Regions from separate parts of the Oryza sativa genome. Here region 2 is linked to region 1. The links are chromatin contacts, called in public HiCAR-type maps. All regions are on one chromosome and are shown on one strand. The core of a region is the stretch at or near the end of the contact, and the rest is flanking DNA. Distances in the headings are between cores, read along the strand shown.

Evidence for each region. HiCAR-type assays count read pairs that join an accessible place to other places.
Region 2: a contact with region 1 is called in a HiCAR-type map of leaf, with 2.4 times the contacts expected there. The contact joins the promoter of LOC4352156 here to the promoter of LOC4352146 in region 1. A contact is called at or near these places in 3 of 15 Hi-C or Micro-C datasets (leaf, seedling and an unstated tissue) and 2 of 4 datasets of contacts at active chromatin or transcription factors (both in leaf).

Annotation. Positions count from the first base shown.
Region 1 is chr12:15,314,024-15,320,004 of ASM3414082v1, forward strand. LOC4352146 (UDP-glucose 6-dehydrogenase 4-like) reads left to right here and starts at 2,373. Exons shown (of 2, transcript NM_001423493.1): 1 at 2,373-2,471; 2 at 3,125-4,937. The coding sequence starts at 3,146. The coding sequence ends at 4,588.
Region 2 is chr12:15,554,044-15,560,012 of ASM3414082v1, forward strand. LOC4352156 (autophagy-related protein 101) reads right to left here and starts at 4,313. Exons shown (of 7, transcript XM_015763195.3): 1 at 4,161-4,313; 2 at 3,970-4,006; 3 at 3,219-3,304; 4 at 2,950-3,045; 5 at 2,703-2,862; 6 at 2,453-2,606; 7 at 1,968-2,337. The coding sequence starts at 4,193. The coding sequence ends at 2,334. It overlaps LOC9271078 (putative bifunctional dihydrofolate reductase-thymidylate synthase), which reads left to right and starts at 4,566. Exons shown (of 10, transcript XM_066306260.1): 1 at 4,566-4,698.

The DNA.
Region 1 (5,981 bases), core at 1,123-3,622:
TGACCTGGCGCCCACTGCAGCTCTGCCGAGAGACACGCGGTGACGGACAGGGAGATGAGTGGAAGAGCGAGCCCATATGAGCCACAGTGGAAGAGCGACCCATGGAGAAGAGCTCGCCATTGTCGTCGAAGTCGAGCCCTAATGAGCAGCCGCTCCGGCCGTCCTCCTCCGTCCTTGCGCCATCCCTCCCACCCCTCAAGCTCTCAGCGGCGGCGCTGCTTGCACGGCTCCAGTAGCGGCTGCTCCGACCACGGGCGGTCCTCGACTGGCCGCGCCGCCGCCATGTTCAAGCCCGTCCTCGGTGGGAAGCGAGCGTTGGGATTGGTGCAGCGACCGACGGGGAGAGGGCGGCACGCTTCATCTACAAGCCGGCGCCGTCTAATGTTGTCTTCCTCTCCAGTTGCGCTGCCCGACGTCGTCCTCCTCTCCCATTGCGCAGATCCTGTTCGTCGGCCGGCACCTCCAATGAGGGCCACCACCGCCGAGTTGGGAGCGGCGGAGGGCGCAGCACCCAGGGGGACACGTGGGCGAGCGCTTGAGTCGCCTCTCATCGAGCAGAGAGGAGAGCGAGGTGAGGGCGAGGCCATCGCCGGTGGCGCCGCCGCCGCGTCCGTCTCCACCTCCGCTCCTCTCCCCGCCTGTCGTCAGCCACGCTTCTCAGTCCTCCCACGCCACCGATTGCCAGAAGAGAGGAAAGGAAGTAGTCATTGACATGTGGGACCTACGTGGGCCCCATGCTAACTCAGCTGCCACGTAGGACAAAACCGGGGTCAAAACCACCCAAGGACCTAGAGTGACCCAATTTTGTATGTTAAGGGATGTTATATATCTGATTTTTGGGTTGAGGGATGATTTTTCAGTGTACTTTTTCCTAAGGAGGTATAAATAGGCAGCCCATTAGAGTTCGCTCTTACTTCTTCTGCTAAGAACTGGGCCATTAGGTAGATGGGCCCATTTCCTGTTTGGGCAAGCTGGGCCAGACACAGTCCACCTATGGGCCTATTGGGCCTTCTCGGGGCCTTACCTAAGCCTGGGCCTCGTCTACCCTAACCCACCACGGGCCCGCCTCCATTGCCTCCTCGCTCGCCGCCGCCGCCGGCGACCACCACCGCCACCACCACCACCACCCGCAACCGCAGCAGCCGCCGTCTCTTCACCCGCCGGTGCCGACCCATCCAGCAACCCTCACGGCCAGCCACGCGCCGCAAGAGAGTCCAGATCTCCGCCTCGATCCGCGCGCCGCCGACGCCGACGCCGACGCCCACCCGGACCCGGATCTGCGCGCCGCCGGCACCTCCCCACGCGACGGTGCGCTCCCGATCCAATTCCATCTCCATACCCTCCTCACTCTGGTGCGACCCTCTGCCCTGATGGTGTGTCCACGCCGCCACCGACGTCTCCCGCTATGTGAATGGGAGAAAGAAAACGGGAGTTTTCTTGGTCTATTATTAGTTGCAGCAATCAGATGACAGCGACCTGAAACTCCGGGAATTCACACGTTTTTCTGCAGAATTTTCTTCAGAGTTATTCTTTTCTTTTCTTTTCTTTTCTTTTTTGCTACCATGGATGCTGGAGTTTTTTTTCGCTATGGAAGATTCAGTCTCTGCATCTTAACCAGTTATCATACCAGTGCAAAAAATTTATGATACACTTGCTTTGGTTTGGTTGGAGAAGGCATCAGCCTCAAGCCATCAACTTGCTGAATTTGACGGTGTCCAAGCTCTGAAGCATTCTATTGCTTCCACTGGATGGATTGATGGATGGATACAGCTTTACCATTTCTTACATCCCAATCTAACGCGGTAACTTTTTCCAGCCTGGGTTTTTGCATCATGTGTTGTTCTGACCGACCCCAATAATTAGTTGGCTGCTGCTGTAGTTGACTTATGGAATATTAAAATGCTGTTAATTTACTTATCCCAAGCTGTACATGATGCTGTTACATGATGCTGTTACATGTAGCTTCATGGGTTGCATGTAGACAGCCATTTCGGTTCCCCATGTCTGACCTTTAGTTAGTTGTGTACACCGAATGGCAGTAGAGATAGATGCGTAAGATGGTGGCAAATCTGATCACATGCTGTTCAATTATACCATAATGACAAAGCAACCATTTTTTAATTAGCTGTTCTTTTTTCTTAATTGGTTAGCTTAAAGAGGTTTGGTGGTGTGTCATGGACTCATGGGAACCTTTTTTGATTAGTGGAGGTTTGGTGGCCTCTTGGCAAAGCATAAGACCAACTCACACCTGCTCATTTATTCCAGATTTCTGACCAGCCTTGACACGGTAAATTTTTCGGAGGGGGGGTAGATCTGATCTGCTGGGTTTGTGGGAAGGGGCATATAAGGAGCTGAGGCCTCCCTCTGAGTGCATATCGTAGGCAGCTTCCCTCTGCATACAAGAGGCTGCCTCCCATTTCTCTTCTCTGTCGGTGTTCTCCTCAAGATCTGTCTTAAGTTCTTGAGATCTGGTAAGATTCTTCATGATCTCGTGCATACTTCTGCGGTTGATCTGTAGTTCGAGTATGGACCATGCAAGCTGTGTGGTTTCCTGTTTTAGTTGTTCATCTCAAGATACTTAATGCTGTGAATCTCTGAATTTGCTTGAGATTCATGCCTTGCACATATATGATCCCTTGCTAGATTCAGTAACTTGATTTACTCTGTGTTTGTGCCATTAAATTTGTTTCCTTTCACCCCTGTTTGGAACTATTTCCTTTTATTTTACTGCTTGCTACAGTGCTGTCGTCGTTGATGAATTAGAGGCATTATTATTCTGCTCGTAACTTGAATTCGTTAGCTAAACTTTTTGTTAGTGTTGTTGTGGTGACGGATCTCCATCTGTCATTCTCCTGATGCAGTTTGACACCAATAGGCACATATTATTATCATGAACTGCTCATTGGTTTATCAGTTTAATTGTGTTCCTCAGAACCTGACTAAATGTATTTCACAGCCTAGCAGTCTTTGCATGTTTCTTTTGACATATTGGTCATTGTGCTTGTAAACTGTGTATCTAGATAGCTTCTATTAACTCAAAAATGCTGCTTACAAGTTCTGATCTATATAATTACTTTTAGTGCTTATTCTTCAATCTCCTGAAAATCAGTTTTCATTATCACAGTTTCAGAACTAAGCTGAGAAGATGGTGAAGATCTGCTGCATTGGAGCTGGCTATGTCGGCGGCCCAACCATGGCCGTCATTGCCCTCAAATGCCCAGCAATCGAGGTGGTGGTTGTTGACATTTCCAAGCCTCGCATTGATGCCTGGAACAGCGAACAGCTCCCGATCTACGAGCCTGGCCTCGATGAGGTCGTGAAGGAGTGCAGAGGCAGGAACCTCTTCTTCAGCACTGATGTGGAGAAGCATGTCGCCGAGGCGAACATCATCTTTGTATCTGTCAACACCCCCACCAAGACCCGTGGTCTTGGAGCAGGCAAGGCTGCTGACCTCACCTACTGGGAAAGTGCTGCTCGGATGATTGCTGATGTCTCCAAGTCTGACAAGATCGTTGTTGAGAAGTCCACTGTCCCTGTCAAGACTGCAGAGGCCATTGAGAAGATCTTGACCCACAACAGCAAGGGCATCAACTACCAGATCCTCTCAAACCCGGAGTTCCTCGCGGAGGGCACTGCGATCGAAGATCTGTTCAAGCCTGACAGAGTGCTCATTGGTGGCCGGGAGACCCCTGAGGGCAAGAAGGCTGTTCAGGCTCTCAAGGAGGTGTACGCCCACTGGGTTCCTGAGGACAGGATTATCACCACCAACCTGTGGTCCGCTGAGCTCTCCAAGCTCGCAGCCAACGCGTTCTTGGCACAGAGGATCTCCTCTGTGAATGCCATCTCCGCCCTATGCGAGGCGACTGGTGCCAATGTGGCCGAGGTTGCTTACTCTGTGGGAAAGGACTCCAGGATTGGCCCCAAGTTCCTGAACGCCAGTGTTGGCTTTGGTGGATCCTGTTTCCAGAAGGACATCCTGAACCTTGTGTACATCTGCGAGTGCAATGGCCTTCCCGAGGTGGCCAACTACTGGAAGCAGGTCATCAAGATCAACGACTACCAGAAGAGCCGGTTTGTCAACCGCGTTGTGTCCTCCATGTTCAACACAGTCTCCGGCAAGAAGATCGCCGTCCTTGGCTTTGCGTTCAAGAAGGACACCGGTGACACCAGGGAGACACCAGCCATTGATGTGTGCCACGGTCTGTTGGGTGACAAGGCACAGATCAGCATCTACGATCCACAGGTCACCGAGGACCAGATCCAGCGGGACCTCGCCATGAGCAAGTTCGACTGGGACCACCCGATGCACCTGCAGCCGACCAGCCCCACTGCATTCAAGCAGGTGAGCGTGGTGTGGGATGCATATGAGGCCACCAAGGGGGCCCATGGTGTCTGCATCCTCACCGAGTGGGACGAGTTCAAGACCTTGGACTACCAGAAGATCTTTGACAACATGCAGAAGCCTGCATTCGTCTTTGATGGGCGCAATGTGGTCGATGCCGAGAAGCTCAGGGAGATTGGGTTCATCGTCTACTCCATCGGCAAGCCGCTTGATGCCTGGCTCAAGGACATGCCCGCGGTTGCATAATAATTTTCCATATTCCACACCTGAACCTCATAGCTCTCTACACTCTGCTGGTGCTGAAGAGAGTCTGCGTCGAAGAGGAATTTGGTTGACCATCATTTTTTATAGCTCGTTGTTCGTCTTTACATACAGGAGAGGCTACCATTTTGTCAAACAGAAAGTTGATTTCTGTTAGTATCTTTGTTCAAGTTTTTCTTGTGTTGCACCATTGTAGATCTGAAATCTTCAGGCCTCTACCGTTTGAGTGCCACCCTCAATCTTGTATGATGACATGAATTCTTATAGCCGATTTATTCTTCAAATGTATTCTTGTGTCGCTAAAGATTAATGATGCAATTTTTTCTTGGCCAAACTGCAGCAGTCTTGTTTGCTCTGGTTTCATTGTTTTTGGCTCGGCAATAAATGTGTAATATGCTGTAACTGAATGAAAAGATTGGTCCAATTTTTTTGGTGCTGCCTCTCCTCTGACCAACCACTGGAGAAGAGAGCCGGAGATGATCCGGTGACCGGAGCTAGACAGCGACAAGGGTCACAACTTGCCTCCCAATTCTTGACCAGGAGGGGCAGCTCTGGTACTTAACACAAATGTTTTCACAAATAAGAAAAGAAAACCCGGAACAAATAACGGAGTTGGACGGTAGTGATAGAAAAGGGAACACGGCAAATTCGAGTGGTATTTAAGTGTACCATGGAATTTCATGAAATTTTAGTTCCAGGTATATAAGGACCTATAAATATAGAAATATGTTAGGAGAAAAAAAACATTAACGGCAATTAGACGTGAGCAGGGGCAGTAGGCTAACATATAACCACTTGTTTTTTTAACTGAACTAACTGTTAGAATAAATGGGCTAGGCCCGATTTTTCTATTAAAATCTCAAGGGCCCATAATAAATGTTAAAGAAAATAATATCGCCCTGAGAATTAAAAGTGGAGTATCTCAACTTAAATAGAGAGTTATTGGAGGCTACCTGTTAACCGGTTGAGGTGGGGATCGGAAAGCCACACGCGCGCGCGCCGAGCCGAGCCGGCCGTGGGCGAGGCGAGGCGTGCGTCGCGTCCGCAACGGGTGCGGATTCCTCTCCGACGCTATTAGGAAATAGAGACCCCCGGTCAGATCTCTACGCTTTCTCCCATCACTGGTTCTTCCTCCGATCAGATCTCTACGCTTTCTCCCATCGCTGGTTCTTCCTCCACGCTTGCGCCTGTGCTGCTTCTGCTTCCCCGGTTCTGATTGCTTGCGCGCACGAATGATCGGAACGAGCAGGGCCTCCGAAACCACACCTTCGCCTGAGATCTGCACCGGGTAGGCGGGTGATCAGGTTTTTAAGGAGTGCTTCCGTACAACTGCTCTCTCTTCATCATCGTCGGTGGTTCTGTTCGGTATGCGTCGCGG
Region 2 (5,969 bases), core at 3,063-5,562, 240 kb after region 1:
GTGATGGAAAAGTTGAAAGTTTGAAGAAAAAGTTAGAAACTAAACAAGGAGTTAGTCTAGAGATCCTTCGCACCATAAATCACCATCCACCTTTTATGAACTCCCATGTTTCAAGACATTAAGGCTGTGTTTAGATCCAGAGGTGTAAAGTTTTGACGTGTCACATCGGATATACGGACACACATTTGAAGTATTAAAACATAGACTAATAACAATACAAATTACGGAATCCGTCTGTAAACTGCGAGACGAATTTATTAAGCCTAATTAATCCGTCATTAGCAAATGTTACTGTAGCACAACATTGTCAGATCATGAAGCAATTAGGCTTAAAAGATTCGTCTCACAATTTATACGCAATCTGTGTAATTAGTTATTTTTTTTCATTTATATTTAATACTCTATGCATGTGTCCAAACATTTGATGAGACAGGGTGAAAAATTTTGCCAGACGATCTAAACATGTCCTAACATTTAGAGTTGGTTCGGTTTACGGTTAGGTGGATGAGATATGGTCATCTTCTTTTTTGTTGTATGAATCGATCTATTTTCTTTTTTCTTGTATTCTCTCCGTCCCCAAAACCCTAACTTTTATGGGTGGATTTGGACGAGTGTTTGTCCAGATTTACTTCTAAGTTGTTATTTTTCAATGATGGAAAAGTAAGTCTCAGCTGATGGGGGTATTCATTTTTTAATAGGCCTTGACATCATTGAAAAATAACTTGAAGAGCAATACTTTTGTTAAGAAAAGGACAGTTTACCAACGTTCTTACAAGGATCACACCCCCAACCCTAGCACCTCACGCGCACCTTTTTAAGTAAAAAGAGGGACCTAGATGACGTCTTCATGGAAAGAAGCGACGAAAGCACTACCGCCGCTGTCCACCAAAGGTCTCAAAAGAGAACCGAGATTGGGTTTTCACCTAGCTGCCCCACTAGAGGCGGAGATGGCACGGCAACGCTCTCAGGAAGGAGAGACGCTCGAACATCATCATTGCCAGCCCTACCAAGGCCAGGCTGGGCTTTCACCTGCCGCCTACCGCCTGCCTATCCACAACTGACGCACCATTTCTCCATCGCCATCTAAATTTTTTCAACGTGTGAGCACCACTGCACCGATGCCCCCCGCCGGTCAGCCTCCACCGCCGCAGGCTTGCCAAGCGGCTGCTTTCCCGCGCCTCCCTCCAGCCACCTGCTACCTTCGCTACAAGAGTCGCACGTCCTTGCGACCTTCAGCCTTCTTTGCCACCGGCCACTGCTTTCGTGAGCCTCTGCCAGACCGCGTCTCCAGGGTCGCGCCACCGCGAGCTCATCCTCTCCCGATTCCGGCTATTCCGGGCTTGCCAGGGCGGCCATTTTGGGCGCTGCCTCCCACGCCGAGGAGAAGCTCCACCGCCGCCTTCCGGGCCAGCCCCTCGGGCTCCGCTGGTAGTGAAGCGGCTAGAGGGACGAAGGTGGTGGTGCGGGCTGCTAGGGTTTCTCCCCCGAGCCGCCCTCGTGAGAGCGACACAAGGGACCTCTACTAATGCTACACGTAAAGTGCAAAATTCAAACACATAATATGGGCGTAAGAGAAATACAATATCTTTGCCTAATGTGTGGTACAAAAGAAAGTATGAACAAGAAGAACGTCACACAAGTGAAAACGGCGCATCATCTCCTTGTCATATACTACAAAGGATGTGCACCATGGTGGCGGCCTTGGGTGCAATAGAGCCAGCCTCAACCCCCTGCAGAATGGGAACACAAGTGTGGTGGGAAAGAAAAACAAAAGAATCTTCCACCTTGAAAGAGACAAAACTTTAATTGTAAATTCTTCCAATATTTTCCTACAAGTAAATTATTTTTTGTGAAATTCGCACACATTACCCCCTGTTGTTTAGCAACCACAGTTGCAAATTATCGATTCCCCAAATAAGATTAGCCACTGTCAGTTATTATAGCAAAGCTGCTTGTGGTCACACATATTGACTGCAGACAACTCAATTTCTCTCATAGTAAGATTTGCCAGCATGAGTTTTTAGTTAGGAACAACTGCTTTTGGTCACAGATTAACAAGGGAAATATTTACATCTCCAGTGAGTAAAATCGTTGGTTTCTGTCTGTTCTATTATTACCTAAATTATTCTGTACAATATGATACTGTTCATGACAATGGCTTGACATCTTTGACAGAACGACCACATAGGGGGTTATCTTCTATCCCAACGCTGGACATGGCGTACTTGATGATCACCGTCTTCAGTTCAACTATTCAACACTCTTCTAAGGACGTCGGCGTTCCACCCGAATACAGAATCAGAAGAGCTGTCAACACGTCCAAGGAAAAGGTGTCACCTGGAGATTCAGATATTGATACAGAATCTTCAACAAACTTACAGAATTCATCTGTCATCAGAGGGTACCCAACGAAATGTTCAGTGCAATTAGATATGTAAATGAAAATATGCACCTGGGGATCGAGATCTCGTGATTGAATATCCTATCGGAGATTGGAGGAATATGGTCTTTTTTCTCATTGGCGAAGTTGATGATCTGGAAAAGGACTTCCTGGATCAGCAACCCCAGCGCAGCACGCTTGGAGCTGGCCTCTTCCAACGCTTTCCCTGAGGGGAAATGTCAACAGAAATTAGTTTGCCGATGATTTGCTATATACATGTGAAATAATACAATCCTGAAGAATGAGCTGTAAGAAAAAAAACCTCGAATACTTGTTGATGCTTTGGAGCTACGTGATTTTCCATGTCCTTTAGGGCTTATGACATGCAAATTGATGAACCACTGTTCCCAGTAAATCCTCTCAGTTTTGCTGGTGAACCAGCTTGGGTTTTTGTTCTTTTCGTCAAAGAAGGACAGGCAGACCTAATATATTGAACTCCCCCAGTATTAAAACCAAATAACGCAAATGTGTAAACGGCAGAGTATAATGATTATGAATATCAAACAAACCTGGCTTCTTCGATTTGGATGCTTCTCCACCCAAGCAATGAACTGGTTGATCTTTTCATCCACCTCCTTTTCTAAGTCAGGAAGTCCGCATTGAACCTGGGGGCAGAAGCATGCAGAAAGAACAAGATTATTTGTTTGGAACCAAGTCCAGCAAACGTCATCAGATCATAATTCCTTAAATTGGAAACCTTGCAAAATTGTTTGCAACATCAAATAGACAGATGAAATGGGCTGTAACATGGTTCTTCAAGAAAGAAAACAGTACTCACATAGGTGATCTCAAAGAGATCGCAGTCAACATCTTTAGGCCGAACAAGAGTAAGAGTTCGGTGGAAGAAGATCGTATGTAAAATGCCTGCAACATATTCATACATAACATCACTACCAACATAGCGTGGACAGACATAAGAATAACACATCTGGATGGAAGCTCAACTTGAAAAAAGTAATGAAATCAGGAAAACAACATCTAAGTTGCGACTAATTAGATTCTTGAACCATATATCATGTTATGTCACAGAAGTGCTGCAGATAGAATAATTAGATCCAGATATAACATTGCATTATGGAATACAGCCAGATCCCCATCTCTCCCTCTACCATCATAGACACTTCACACAAGATGCTTCTTTATAATTAGGGATGGACTAATCTTAATGGTTGTAATCCTTATTCCACTACCACCTGCTAGTATTCACCATGGTCGATGCTTCCTTTGATTCACTGAAAAAGGGACTTTTTTCTTTTTTTGCAATATACGACTCCGAACCAAACAATCACTAGTTTGTCCCTAAAAGAAAAAAAAAATCTGAATTTTCGATCTCAAGAAGCTTACATGTGCAGCACATAGCACAAAATCCTTCATTAAAAAGTTTTGTTTGTCTTCCTTACAAAGTTGATCCTCTGATTTGGGCAAAATTCACACATTGTATTCATCAAGGAAACAGAAAGTGCGTGCAATAATAACTAGGATGTAGGAGTACTACTCATCAACAAGAGGTGAAATAGAAAAAAACTCACATCGAAGCACATCTTTGATCTCATCCTGTTCCAGCTCCTAGTGCACCACATGCGATTAAAAACCATCATTAAACCGTCAGTAAAAAACCTCTTCTTCGAAGCACAAATTATCACCCCCCTCCCCCCACAAAAAAAAAAAAAATCCCCCCCAACATGAGAGAGGGAGGGAGGGAGGCGGCGCTGGATCTCACCAGCTCCTTCAGCTGGCACGTCTCGCAGTTCATCGCGACCGGTCTCTCTCCCCTCCCTCCTACCTCCGCGGCGGCGGCGGCGGACGCTCTCGATCGATCGCCCCCCTGCTCGCCGAAATCCTCGCCGGAATCCCCACGAGAAGAGAAGAATCCGATTTTATTTTAATTTTTTCCACATATAAATATAAGGGAATAAATCCGCTCCTGTTTCGGTTACCGGGTAGGAGAAGCGAAGCAAACGCAGCTGTGCCACTGACATATGGGTCCCACTGCCACACGAGGGACCCACCGTCCAGCAGGAGACTGCCATGTGGGCCCACGCGGAAAGTGACAAGAAGGATTTTTGGTGAGGGAAACTCGTCTCCGGCTCTCCGCTACTAGGGTTTGCGCGCGCAAGTTTCCCGCAGTCTCCCGCCAAAAAAAAGAAAAAAAAACGCGGCTCCTCGCGCCTCCCCCCGACCACCACCTCGGCGATTCGACGGCGACCGCTCGCTGCTGGCCTCCGCCGGCTTGGTTTCGGCTCGCGGCGCCATCTCGGGTGAGTGATTCGGTGTGCTCCCTCCCTGTTCTTTGAAGCAGATTCGTTCCTTTTTTTCTTCTTCTTCTTCTTGTTCGGTTAATTTCCTGAGAAAATCACTCAGGTTGTAGTGTATTCGCCTTGGCTGACTCAAAATTGGCACAGTGGGAAGGAAGAGTATATTAGGTGTAATCTAGGTGTTATGTTGTTCTTTTGTTTCTTAATCGTGCTTGTTCTGTGGCGAAGGTTAGAATTTGGGGATGAATATATTGATGTGGAACATATAGTGGAGGTTCACCCAGGGAGAATACGATAGTAATATGTTTAATTTCTTTCGAGAAGGAAGAGTATTAGGTGTAAGTGAAGTGCTATGTTGTTTTTCTTTTAATCGAGTGTGGTCGGTGGCGAAGGTAGAATTTGGGGACGAATATATTGGCTTGGTGAAGAGAACTGAGGTTCACTGATGGAGAATTCAATAGTAATTTTATCAATTTCTAACTGTAATTCTTTGAAAACGGTAATTGAAATATTCGTGGTCAGGCCAATATTGAAGCGATCCAGAAATGAGTAGTTGGCAAATTTTCTTCCTTTTTTTCTTGATATAAATAAATCCGCTCCTGTTTTGATTGCGGAGTTTTGTTGGATTGGGTAGGAGAAGTGAAGCAACCGCAGGGCTCAGCTGGGGGACTGACAGGTGGGTCCCACCCTTATATGTGTGACCCATCTTTATGGGGCAGCCGATGAACAGAGCAGCGGCAACGAAAGGAATTAGTTCATTTTAAGTCCCTTAACTTGAGAGCGAATTCGATTTTCATTCCTTAACCGTAATACCAGATACAACCGATCCCACAACTGTCAAAACCGGTGCAAAAAAGATCCCAAGGCGGTTTGGATGGCGGTTTTGGTTGACGTGGCATCTAAGTGGCTAGTTTGACTTGTTCTCGTCTTACGTGGCGATGATGTGGCAACGGAAGCAAAATACAAAAATTAAAATAAAAAAAGTGGAGCCCACATGTCAATCAGATAGAAGATACTCCCTCCGTACCTGTAAAGGAAGTCGTTTTGGACAGCGACACAGTCTCCAAAACACAACTTTGACTTCTTGTTTCTATAAAAATATTTATTGAAATGTGATATATGTATACTCTTATGAAAGTATTATTCAAGACAAATCTATTCATATATTTTTTATATTTTCAAACTCAACAACTTGAGAATTATTCATGATTTATATTCCTAAGGTTTGACTTAAACATTGTCCTGAACGACTTTCTTTTCGAGTATGGAGAGAG